Regions from separate parts of the Mus musculus genome. Here all the other regions are linked to region 3. The links are chromatin contacts, called in public promoter capture Hi-C maps. All regions are on one chromosome and are shown on one strand. Each heading gives the region's core, a stretch centred on a gene start, on an enhancer-like site or on the middle of the called end of the contact. The rest is flanking DNA. Distances are from core to core; before and after follow the strand shown. Region 1 holds the start of Cfap69 (cilia and flagella associated protein 69). Region 2 overlaps Cdk14 (cyclin-dependent kinase 14). Region 3 holds the start of Cdk14 (cyclin-dependent kinase 14).

The links. Promoter capture Hi-C pulls out the DNA fragments that hold promoters and counts their contacts.
Region 1: a promoter capture Hi-C map of hippocampal neurons shows a contact between it and region 3, with 2.2 times the contacts expected there. The contact joins the promoter of Cfap69 here to the promoter of Cdk14 in region 3. A contact is called at or near these places in 4 of 39 promoter capture datasets (the 3T3-L1 cell line, hippocampal neurons, pre-B cells and 1 more) and 1 of 115 datasets of contacts at active chromatin or transcription factors (pancreatic cancer cells).
Region 2: a promoter capture Hi-C map of hippocampal neurons shows a contact between it and region 3, with 4 times the contacts expected there. The contact joins the enhancer-like site here to the promoter of Cdk14 in region 3. A contact is called at or near these places in 11 of 39 promoter capture datasets (the 3T3-L1 cell line, 3T3-L1-derived adipocytes, cranial neural crest and 6 more), 8 of 484 Hi-C or Micro-C datasets (the 3T3-L1 cell line, centroblasts, embryonic fibroblasts and 4 more), 13 of 115 datasets of contacts at active chromatin or transcription factors (the NIH/3T3 cell line, a beta-TC-6 cell line, bone marrow-derived macrophages and 9 more) and 4 of 9 other capture datasets (adipose tissue, embryonic stem cells, liver and 1 more).

Annotation. Positions count from the first base shown.
Region 1 is chr5:5,662,360-5,666,162 of GRCm38.p6, forward strand. It overlaps Cfap69 (cilia and flagella associated protein 69), which reads right to left and starts at 1,873. Exons shown (of 23, transcript NM_172447.2): 1 at 1,549-1,873. The coding sequence starts at 1,671. It overlaps Steap2 (six transmembrane epithelial antigen of prostate 2), which reads right to left. Exons shown (of 6, transcript NM_001103156.2): 6 at 2,470-3,803. It overlaps Gm40262 (a long non-coding RNA gene), which reads left to right and starts at 2,018. Exons shown (of 3, transcript XR_868231.3): 1 at 2,018-2,074.
Region 2 is chr5:4,988,047-4,991,881 of GRCm38.p6, forward strand. The region is part of intron 10 of Cdk14 (cyclin-dependent kinase 14); the gene reads right to left. Among named protein-coding and RNA genes, the nearest start is that of Fzd1, 230 kb to the left of the region's middle. Within about 2 kb of position 2,420, at least 18 of the 459 cell types and tissues checked have an H3K27ac peak or open chromatin away from gene starts, as enhancers often do. A contact at or near this core is called in forebrain and hippocampal neurons, where this site is marked.
Region 3 is chr5:5,378,221-5,381,991 of GRCm38.p6, forward strand. It overlaps Cdk14 (cyclin-dependent kinase 14), which reads right to left and starts at 2,031. Exons shown (of 15, transcript NM_011074.3): 1 at 1,815-2,031. The coding sequence starts at 1,905.

The DNA of each region.
Region 1 (3,803 bases), core at 623-3,122, 280 kb after region 3:
CAGTTATCCCCTTTGAACACGTGGGTGGATTCTGGGGTATGGAAGTCAGGCTATCTAGCACCCATACCCACTGAGCAGTCTCCAGGCCTTCACTAAGCTGAACACAATGAACATCAGTACTATCAGAATCTCCATCTTAATCTTCATTATTATCTCCACATGTCTTTGATTTCATAGCTGGTGGAATGGTTTAGCTGTTTCTTGCATACAGGCAAAAGTGGAATGCTTTGAATTTTGAAGCGTCCAAAGGTCTCTCTGCTGACTTGAACAGAGGACTAAAGGTTATCGTCTTAAGTATTACTAGGAACACTAGGCCCCACAGTGAGTAAAGGAACTGGGTGGCTACAGTTAGTTCCTGGTGGACTTAAAGACACTTTATTTGTAAAGGCAACTGCAAGCAATACACCCAAGAGGAATGAGAGAGCACCAAGATTTCTCCTAATTCTGAATTGTTTTCTATTCCATTTCTTTAGGAAGAAATTGCCTTTTGATTCTCTCAGTACTTTCTAACAATATGAATACTCATAGAAGGAGAGGCAGGAATGAACACAAGACACTTCTAGCTATGTTACTTCCTATGTCACGAACTTCTTTTTTCTTTTGCAATGACCCATTGAACGTCTTTAAACTCGTTTGTCTGTGTCATGTAATCTTTGCCCAAAGAAAAATGAGAGTCAAACTCACCTATATAGTGGCAATGCCTAGCTTCCTTGTAGCCCAGAGAGTGGAAAGCGGTGATCACTCACACGTCTCCGATCTTGTACAGGAATACCTCCACAAAACTGATTAGGGAAATTCCCCTGGCATCCCCTCTTTATGTAAAAGTAGTTACTCTGAGGGCTGTTGGCGTACATGTGTGAGAGCCCTCAGAGAGCTCCACCCAGTTCCCACAGAAGTAGTCCCAGCCAACTGACTGCTCCCAAGTAACTCTCCAAGGCTCCAGGATGTGGCCACAGGAGACAGAGTTCCTGACGCAGTCTGGGAGTTGTGACGTCTCAACAGGAATTCCCATAGTGGCCCCCCACACCATTAGTGTGGGGGCAATGCAGAGAGGTTCCTCAACCCAATTTTAATAATCTTTACATTTATAACAATAGCAAACCCGAAAACAAGTATAAACACAACAAAGAAAATTGTGCCCAGCTCTCCAAACAGCATCTGCCCTACCTGTGAGTGCAAGCTTCAGAAGCAGGCAATTTAGCAGGAAAGAAACCCAGGGAACGCCACTTTATAACGGATCAATAGACCAAAAACCCACCACAGTGATCTAGTTATCAAATCAATGTCAGTTCCTGTCGTGGCCACACTTGAAAGAGCGCTCCCCCCCTCGCCCCCCCCCCCCGCGCCCTTTATGAGAACCACGCAGCTAGAGTCCCCAGACAGATTGGTTGACGACATCCAGTCCCCTCTTCACTAGCCTCCAGGGATCAGCTGGGCTATCATTATCTCCATCCCACAGGTTCCCAAATCTCATTCTGGTCTTCATTCCACTGGGTTGCCCTGGAGCCTTATGCCCTTCTCCGCTCCTGCTGCACAGCCCGGCCGTACCTGCATCTCCCCATCCGGGATCGCCACCCCAAACACCGGGATTGTGCGGGGACTGCCGGTCTTCGTCCTGCCGCCCGCCTCGGCGGCGTCGGCCGTGGTGGCCGAGGCCTCCGCGGTGGACATGGTTCGGGGTGGGAGCCTGAGGTCTTAGGTGCGTCCGCAGCCACGGACCCACGAGCCCTGGCAGAAAACACGCTGCTGAGCTAGGGAGGAGAAAGACCCCGAAAGTTCTGTCGTAACCCCCGCCGCAGCAACATAGCGGACATCCAACTGCTGTTAGTGCCCACAGGAGGACCAAGGCACCCAGCGCGCTCCAGTTGCTAACACAAGCCCGGGCGTTGCTAGGGGCGGGGCTTACGGAAGCTGGGAGAGCCAAACTTCACCAAAAGAGGGTCTGCTGGTGTGCGGCGCGGGAGACAAAGGAGACCAGTGACTGAGATCGCGGTATGCACTTAGTGTTTCAGTCTTGTAGCAATGGCCCTTGCTTAATAAGTGCCTGTGTGGGGCGGAGGAGTATGAGCTGGAGGTAAGATGCATTCTGAGGGATGTGATTGGCATAATCTTGAAATCTGAGCACTTTACCCTTTCTGCAGAGATAGGACCAGTCAGTGTAGCTTAATTTCCCAGGTGTGTGTGTGTATATATACATATATATATATATATATATATATATGTATATATACACACACACAAATATATATATATGTTGTACTTTTGTACTGGCCTAATTGAACAGTTAGACAAACAAATAAGGCATAGTACAGACTTTTGAAAATCTTTCGAGCAGTAGAGTGGTTGGGTGTCTAGTATGGCCTGGGATGGAAAGTTCTCGTTTTTGCAACCAGAGAAAGACACTGACATTCTTCACAGGATGTGTTCTCCAACCTGGCAAATCAACAGTCCAGTTTTGTAATTGTTTTTCTACGATAGCATTTATTTTATTCATTAGTAGGTTGAGAAGCAAGAGGGACAGAAGTCTCACGCACTTCATACTCAGTCGCCTTGTGATCTCTTCATAGAGTACAAACTTCATGCTACCATCTTCAGAAGGCTTACACTCTATGAAACAGTCTGGCCTGATCTTTCCCAGGAAGCCTGTATTTTTTCTGTTGTTTTAGATGTCACGCTTAGTGGCATGCTCTTTTTTTTTTGTCTTTTATTTTGTTTTGTTTTTTGGTGCTCACTGTATAGTTAGTGGAATTTATTGACGAAATAGCCCAACCATGTTATGCTACTGAGACTAAGGCAATTAAAAATTTGTACATAGCCACTAATTTGCTTACTTGCTGAGTGAAGGTGTGGCTGTGTGTCCCCAGCCTGTGACATGCTGGAGATGTAGGTAGGCATGTTTGTGAATACCTTGTCTGGTTCCAGTTTGCCTTTATAGTGAGTTCCCATGTGATGCTGATGTAGTTGGTCTGAAGGCCATACTCTTGGTCCTTCTAGTCAATATCATAGAAGGTGTTCAATAAGTGTTCATGAAAATGTCAAGGGCTAGATTTTGATTTAAGGTAAAATGAAAGAATTTTGTAAATTATCTAGATTAAGCATTTTAGATCCTTGCTACTCAAAGTGGTTTTCATGGGTTTCCTAACTGTGTGGCCATTAGGGGCTCGTCAGGAATGCAGAACTTTGCACCTCCTGGTGTGAATAATGCCCATTTTAACAAGTGTACATATAAAAACTAAGAAGCTCATGATGTGTAGTTTTTTGTTATTATTGTTTTGGAACAGTTTTACCAAAGTTAGCCATCTCAAAAGAAAAAGGAACTGGCTGGGGCTTCCTCTATTTGCAAATGGACTTGGTGACAATTATTTGTTTCACAGCATTTCTCCTTAGAAGTGCACCAAGGTTTATGTTTTCAAGAGCTTCGACTGTTTAAATGTGTGGATTTAATTTTAATTACTATTCATTGATCCCTGTTTATGATGATGCAGGTGAACATAGATGGATAAAAAGATTAATGTCTACCGAGATGTCCAATTACTTCAACAAAAGATCAATTAATAATAGAGAAACGCGAGAAATCAGGTCTACCCAGGGAATCGGAATGTTTCAGTGCGTCAATACATTGGCCGCTCGCAGAACGTAGCATCATGAAGATATGACTTAGTGCTTCTTAGAAGCACTTGTACATGTAAAACAAAGTTTTCATATATCAACCTAAATACAATTTGTACATTTAGAAGTAATGAACGAAGTTAAACATAGACTTAAACAAATTCAATACTAATATAATTCTTACCATTTTGTTT
Region 2 (3,835 bases), core at 1,170-3,669, 390 kb before region 3:
CTTATGGCTATGTAAAAAGGCATAACAACTTTTAGAGATTAGACAGTCAGGAATTTTAAAGTTGTCTTTATTTATTTACGTGTGGGTATGCATGTGCCAAACTACACATGGGAATTCAAAAGACAACTTGAGTTTGTTCTTTCCATGTACCTTGTGAGTCCTGCAAGAACCTTTATCCACTGAGCACTCTTGCCAGGCTAGGATCTTTATCCACTAAGCACTCTTGCCAGGCTAGGATCTTTATCCACTGAGCACTCTTGCCAGGCTAGGATCTTTATCCACTGAGCACTCTTGCCAGGCTAGGATCTTTAACAGGCAAGATTGGATCCATATGATCTAGCATTTCTACTTTTACATATTTATTCAAAGAAAAGTAGATATGTCCATATAAATAATTTTGCAGAGACACTTGATTTGTAATAGCTAGAAACAGTAAAACTAGAATCAACTTAAATATCTACCAGTGTGTAAATGTTTAGAAAATGTGGCATATCCACAAAATATAAATAAATAAACAAACACTAACAAGAGTTAAAACAAAATGAATGTCAAAATAGTTAGATTCTATGAAAGAGCCAGAATCCTGAGAACATGTAGGCTATATTTCTACAAGATTTAGAATATGTAAATTTACTTCTAGTGACAACAGGTTGCCTGGAATAAGAGGGGGGCTGAGGAATGGAGTATAAACTTAAAGGATTCTGGTAAGCTTCAGGGAATCCACTAGAATCTGCCTCTCACAAGTCAAAAGGACTCAAGATAAGTGCTGTCAATGAGCAGCCAGTTTCCCTCCCCGGCTGCCCACTCCTGAGGGTGGGATTTATTCCCTTTCCCTGGTCCTGGGACCCCTCCACCCCTCCTCCAACTCCCAAGACCATGGGCCCAAGAGTTTCAAATGTACACTCAAGAAAATGCTTTTCTCCCTAAACTTTATCTTCTGCCCCTAACATCCAGGTTTTCTCTCAGAATCTCCATCTATGACAACTCCAAAACAGTTACCCACACACAGGTGCTTCAGCCCAGCCTCACAAACTGCTTCAACTGTGCCTGCAACCCTATATGGCCCCACATCCTGGACAGCAGCGAAACAACAGCTCTTCCCAGACTGGGCCGCATTCCATCCAGCTTTCTGCCCACACCCCCAAACCTGACCCGGATGCCAGGAGGACGTAGTCATGATGATTATTGAGCCCCTTACTCATTTATAAGCAACAAAAGCTTGGGAGGTTTGGTTTCAGACCCTGGGCAAGGGGCTGAAGTGCATGTTTCACACATCAAAGCAGACCTGGCCTCCAGGTTCTCCCAGCATCACCCTCAGTCCCTACATGGCCCTGCCCCTAACCCTGAACTTTGCAGCCCAGGGGCTGGGCTGCCCTTCCTTCAGAGGCTCATCCCTATTAAATCCAGATATTTTGGTTTCCTCCCTCTGTCTCTCTGTCTATTTCTGTCTTTGTCTCTGTCTCTCTGTCTCTGTCTCTCTCTTCTTTCTCTGCACTTGGGCCCTTTCTTTTCATCTCCCTCTGCCCCACCCCATGTAGACTTCCTTGCCCTCAATCCTTGGGGCCAGTGAACTTTCCCTAGAGCAGTTTCCCAATGAGCCTGCCTTTAATATAATCTACTCTGGCTTGAGGGGGCTCTTTTCAACATCAGCAGTGGAGAAATAACTTATCAAGGAAGAAAGGATATAGAATGAACACATGAAATTTCGGGAGGTTAAATATAGTCTCGAATATCAGGACGGTTTTCTGGATACACACAAACACACACACACACAATCTTGAATATCAATATATATCTCACATATATAGCCATTGAGACAGGGTAACTCTATGACAGGCTATACCATTTAGTTTACAATTGACAATTATATTTCAATAAAGCAATTAAAATTTGCAAAAAGAGGTCACAGCTCTAAAATGGAGAAAATGTTGGCATACATTAACTCTGCATGCTTGTTCAAGAAGTGTTTCGTACACTTTAGCAAACTGAATGTCCTCCCTGTTTCACCTAGAAAACATTCAAGTCCTCTGTGAAATCGGAAGGAGAAAACAAATGAAAAAATAATAACGGAAGGGGCTTTTATATCTGTAAGTCATCTCTGTTCACTATGGCAAAATCTAATACCCATAACCTTTGACTTGGGGGGGGGGTGGTGTACATTTGTCAAGTAGGCATCTCAGAGACAAAATGCGTCAGTAAAGGAAGAAAGAAGGGTGGGAGAGAGGGAGAGAATGGGGGAGGAGAGCATGCAAGATTGCTAACAAATACTTGAGAAACAAACACTAACCTCAATGCAGGCTGAATTCACGTGGCCTTTATTCCAGACTTAGCTCAAAAGCTGCCGTGAGTACACAGGGCTCTGTGTCCAAGTCCCGCACTGGCCCACGTTTTTCTCACCCTCAATTATTCTGAGGATCCCAGTCTCACAGCAGCCTCTCAGTGTCAGGCCCTTTGCTGGCTACACCTCTAGTCAACAGAGCTCTGTAAAGTGCCAGACTGCAACCTCCTGAGAAAAAGGACCACCAGTAGTGGCTAATAGTGCAAAGTTCCAGTGTTCTGGCCTTCTCCTTAGCCTTTCTCATGTTGCCAGTGCCCTGTAAGGCTATGCTGTGACTAGAATGAGTGCTCATATATATATATATCTACTGACAGTCCATCTCAAGAAGTGCAGGTCTTTTGAGGAAAAGACCCATCCATCACTCCCAGACTCACTGGCTGAAACCATTAGATGGGATGTCTAACAAAATTAAATGTTTGAAATACACAAATCAGAATGTAAAACTGTATTCATGAAAAGACATCAACCACAGATGACAGATGGCTAAAACTTAGGAAAAAAAAAACATATAAAAATGAAAATAAAGAAGTTGTCAGGAGTTTTATTTTTCTCTCTCCTGTTCTCCCAGACTATCTTTATTGGGGCTATATTGTCTTTATAGAATTTTTAAAAAGGGATTATTGACAGGTGGTAGCTTGAAGGCTTTTTCATTCTGTACAGCTGAAATGAATCTGAGGCTTCTATTCATCTGGGAGGAAAAAAGGGAAAAATAACATTTATTCTGCTCCTGTGGTGGGTGGTTGGAGCTGAGGCGGATTTGTTTGACTGCCAATTACTGGTAACAGTTATCTGGTTGTTATACATTTTATAAATGTGTCTAGCAGTGCTCTGAGTGTTTAGAAAATGCCTATCAGAACTTAGTGTTCTATGCCACAGGCTGAAGAAGACTGGCCCTGGTTAATTCAGTACGTAGCTCACATTTCACTGGAGCACAGTGTGTGAGGAAGGAAGCCCCAGGAAGGTCTGGGTTGAACACTGTTCTCCAAGGAAGCATGCTACACTGGCAAATTATCTGAGACATAAGCAGGCTTCTGCAGAAGTGGGTGCACTGCATGTTGGAAAAGAAACTGGGCTGGGTAAGAATACTGAATCACAAACCAGCAACACTAGGAAAGAGTATGCTGATGGGAAGTGCAAACCAGCCCAATGCTTTTAGAGAATTATCTGAGAAGTATGTAAATGTTGGGGATGCACCAACCAGTCCTGGACCATTTCTGCAAAGAAAATGTTAGTTTAGAAAGCTCTGGGCATGACATAAGGGCTGACCCAGTGGGCTTGTTCTTTCATGAGAGTGAGGTATTGGAGAACCTACATCTTCAGGAGTTATAGGGATACTTACTCAACCACTGTGACGGCTATTCCTGGTTGCCAACCTGACTATATCTGGAATGAAATACAATCCAGAAATGGAGGGCATACCTGTGATTCATATCTTGGGGCTGGAAAACACAGACTTTTGATGTGTATATTGAGACATAGTAGCCATGAAAACCTTGG
Region 3 (3,771 bases), core at 781-3,280:
CACAATGTACCACAGTAAGATCTGCTCTTCTGAGTCCTCTTTCAATAAAGACATTATCAGCTTTCTTTACTGAGCTGTACTGTTTCCTAGAGAATGGACATAAAGGCCACATAATCATACCAGGCATTGGTGAGGAGCGTTAGACTCAGAAGGGAGCTCTCACACGACTAAAGCCGAGGAATCCAGGAAGCCCAATTAACTATAATATCTACTGCCAACACTGCAGTTAATCCAAACAGTACTGATTGGCCATCAAACCCTAAAATTATTTAAACATACAGGATTTTTATATTATTACCCTTGGTTTCTTACTGAGACTCAACTGCAATGAATTATTTAACACAAAACTGGAGGGGCTCCAACGGAATCATTAGCATTAGTAACTATCTAGCTAATGTGCTTTAGAACAGGCCCTAATGGACTCCAGAACCCGCCTGGGTGGTGTTTTGGGTCCAGCCCTGAAACATCCTTGTTAATAATGCACAGACTCCACACCTCACTCTCACACTCCTCTTGGCTTCAAACTTCACTTGAATGTAGGACTCCACACTCACAGGCCTAACTCAGAAAAATGAGTCTGTGTACATTCAACGCATGTAATAAGTAAAGGCACGACTAATATGACTTCTGCACATGATTTACAGTGTTCTCAGGAAAAGCAAAGTGTCAAACAAAATTGATAATAATAATAATAATAATAATAATAATAATAAGCTTGACTAAATATTTATCCATGTTTTCATAGTTCATTGTCCATACATGCAAACTGTCTTCAGACTGCAGACACTCACTGGCACATCAGGGCTTTAAGGAATTAGCTTATGATTAATTAATTAACTTTCACTAACATAACAGGTGAGCCAAAGGCCAGAAGGTATGCTGGGACACTCCCATGTGTTGGCTTGGGGCTTATAGGATTCCCTTGCTTTGCACAGTTACCTGTATCAAAGAAAGTTAAGGACCAAAGTTTAGGTAGCAGCTATGCCTCCAGGTTTACAGGCACTTTCTGCCACCAACACTCAAGATTCAACAAACCCATTCCACCGGACACAGCTGTCATCTTGCTGCAGCCTATAGCATGTATTCATTAAGTATCCTAAACATTCCTTGAGCGTTTTGTTTTGTTTTGTTTTGTTAATGCTGTGTGTTTATGCTCTGTTAAGTTGGTTGATTTTTTTTTTAAAGAAGACAATAGCCTCTGGACTGCACTAATGGAGCAAGTTCAGGAGACATATTCATAAATGTCTCCACAACTTCACAGCTCACCCTTCACCACAGCAGCTGGAAGGTTTCAAGACCTACAAACCGAACACCCAAACCTCCAATTATAGGACCCGGAGTACGGAACAAAAGGTCCCAAGGTATCTGTCCCACTTCCTCTAGGTTGAGTACATTAAACAACATCAGGCACATGTCAACGTTTCAACAATTCCCAAAGCTAAATTATTGGCTAAGCACTTAAAACCAACTCGCTTTAAGTAACCTAGGTGGCCACAGAAACCCGATGGCGGTGGGGACCGGGTGTTCCCTCTCCGGTTCACTGCGGGCGCCAAAGATACTATTGGCGGGGAGGAGGAACTCAAATTGGAGGCTTAAGACAGTCCACGAACGAAGCCCAGGTCCTGGGGGCAGAGGGATGGCCCTCCAGCTGGTCCCTGCCCTAGCCTGGAGTCCTCTCCTTCATCCCTGGTTCGCAGCTCACCCCGAGGTGGCAGCCGCCTGGTTGGTGCCCGGAGCACGGAGTGGGCGCGGGGACTGAGGGAGCGAGCCCCGGGATCGCCCGCAGGACACTGGGGACAGTCGACTACACTCACCGATGCGGCTGAAACTCTCGGACAAAGTTCTCCTCAACTTCTTCATCTTGCCGATCTTCTCGGCCGGCTGCGGTTCAATGAGGTCGCACATCTGGGCGGCGTAGGGCCCCGGCAACTTCGCGAAACTGGTCCAGCGCAGCGCAGCGCAGCGCAGACAACGGCGGGCGAGGGCGCGCGGCGCGGGGAAGGCGGCGCCTCGTCCTGCTCCTCCGCCTCCGCCTCCTCGCGGGCCGCGGGCGACGCGCAGCGCTCGCCAGGCTGCGGGGCTCGGGCCTGGGCCGAGGCTGGGCGCGCGGGGGCGTCTTACGTGGTGCCGGGGGCTGCCGCCATCCCCGCCGCCCGGGGGCCCCCGCGCTGCGCGGCCGCCCGCCGCATTTTCCCTCCTTTGTAAGCAAGAGCCGCGCGGCCGCGGCCGGAGATGGGGGTCCGCGGACGAGGAGGCGCAGGCGGCTGCGGACCGGGCGAGCGGGACAAGTTCCCCAGCCCGAGGGGCGGCGCTGCACGGAGACCTGCGACTGCCCTCGCCGGAGGCCTGGCGCCCGGGACCCCCGCGCGACCCCGCGCCGCGCTCCGGCTCCGAATCCGACTCCGACTCCCAGGCCTCCGCCGCCCTCCCGGACCCGCCGCGCCCGGGCGGCGCCCCCTCCCGGCCGCCCGCGCTCCGCCCGCCGCGGCCGCGCTCCTTCCGCGCGCTCCGGGACCGCAGCCCGCAGGCGGGCCAGTCCACCCGGTGCGGTCCGTGTTGGCCCACGACCCGGAAATGTTGGGGAGTGTCCGACGAGGTGCTCGAAGACCTTGGGGACGCATTCGGGTTTAGGATAGACTTTATGGCGTGGGGTGGTTGGTTTTAATTTGCAGGGAAAGTGGGTGCTCCAAAGGGCAGGAGAGGCCCCATTTTATTGGGGTACAGTGCAAAAGCTGAAAATGCTCCCCACCCCGGAACTTCTAGAAGTCAGGGCACCTGCGTTTTGCCTCAGCCCTGTCTCTGGGTGACAGGAATGTCACTGTGGGTGACTCCTCAGCAGGATACTCTGGTCATCGGTAAACTTACAACCTATTGTCACCTCCTTTCCCCACTTCAGTGAATGAACTTGAAAAGGATCTTAAGAGTGGCTTTTTTAAAAAGCCCCGGGACAAACAGTTCCGGCAGAAAACAGTCTTTTTTTTTTTCTAATAAATGAGGTGCTCCAAACGTCAGTCTCCCAGGGGAGGGTGAAGGAAGATGGGGGTTGGCCTGGTGTACTGATTATGGGCCAGCAAAGTCCTTATGAAAGAAACGTTAGTGATCTTGAGTCATCTGGCTGGGTAAGTAATAGGAGCTTTTGTGGGTGTGACAATGCTGTTTAGTTTAAAGGAAGTTTTGGGGAGTTTGTGTTTTGTCGAAAGATGTTTATCTTAAAACAAAAACTAGCCCCCTGCCTTCCTTAAATTGTGAGGTAGAACACTGATTTGTTCTGCCCTGTGCTGAGCACATTACAGGGTTTTGGTAGATTGCCACTGATAAAAAGCTGCTAGCTAGTCAAGCCAAGCCCCTAACAGGAGAGAGCCAGGAATCCATAGCAAAGTCAAGAGAGTTTAAACGCAGGGATGTTGGGTCCTGACAGCCATATCTCAGTAATTACAGAAAGCACCAACTGTGGCTTCATGCAGGAAAAAAAGTTTTATTGACATTTACCACTTGGTCAGACTAATTAGAAAATTAGCAGTTACAACTGAACTCACAGAGAGAGAAACAGAGACAGAGTGAGACACAGAGACACAGAGAGATAGAGACAAAGAGAAAAAAGAGACGGAGAGAGATCCAAACACTGATGCCTTCTTCCAGTCAACAAAGTTGAAAAAATAGCTAATGATAAAACCTTAGAGCGCTATGTATCTGCAGCTGTACTGCTGTCTCCTTTAGAAATGTCTGATCTGAGTACAGAGAGACACAGGCCCAGTGTCGTGGCTCAGTAGT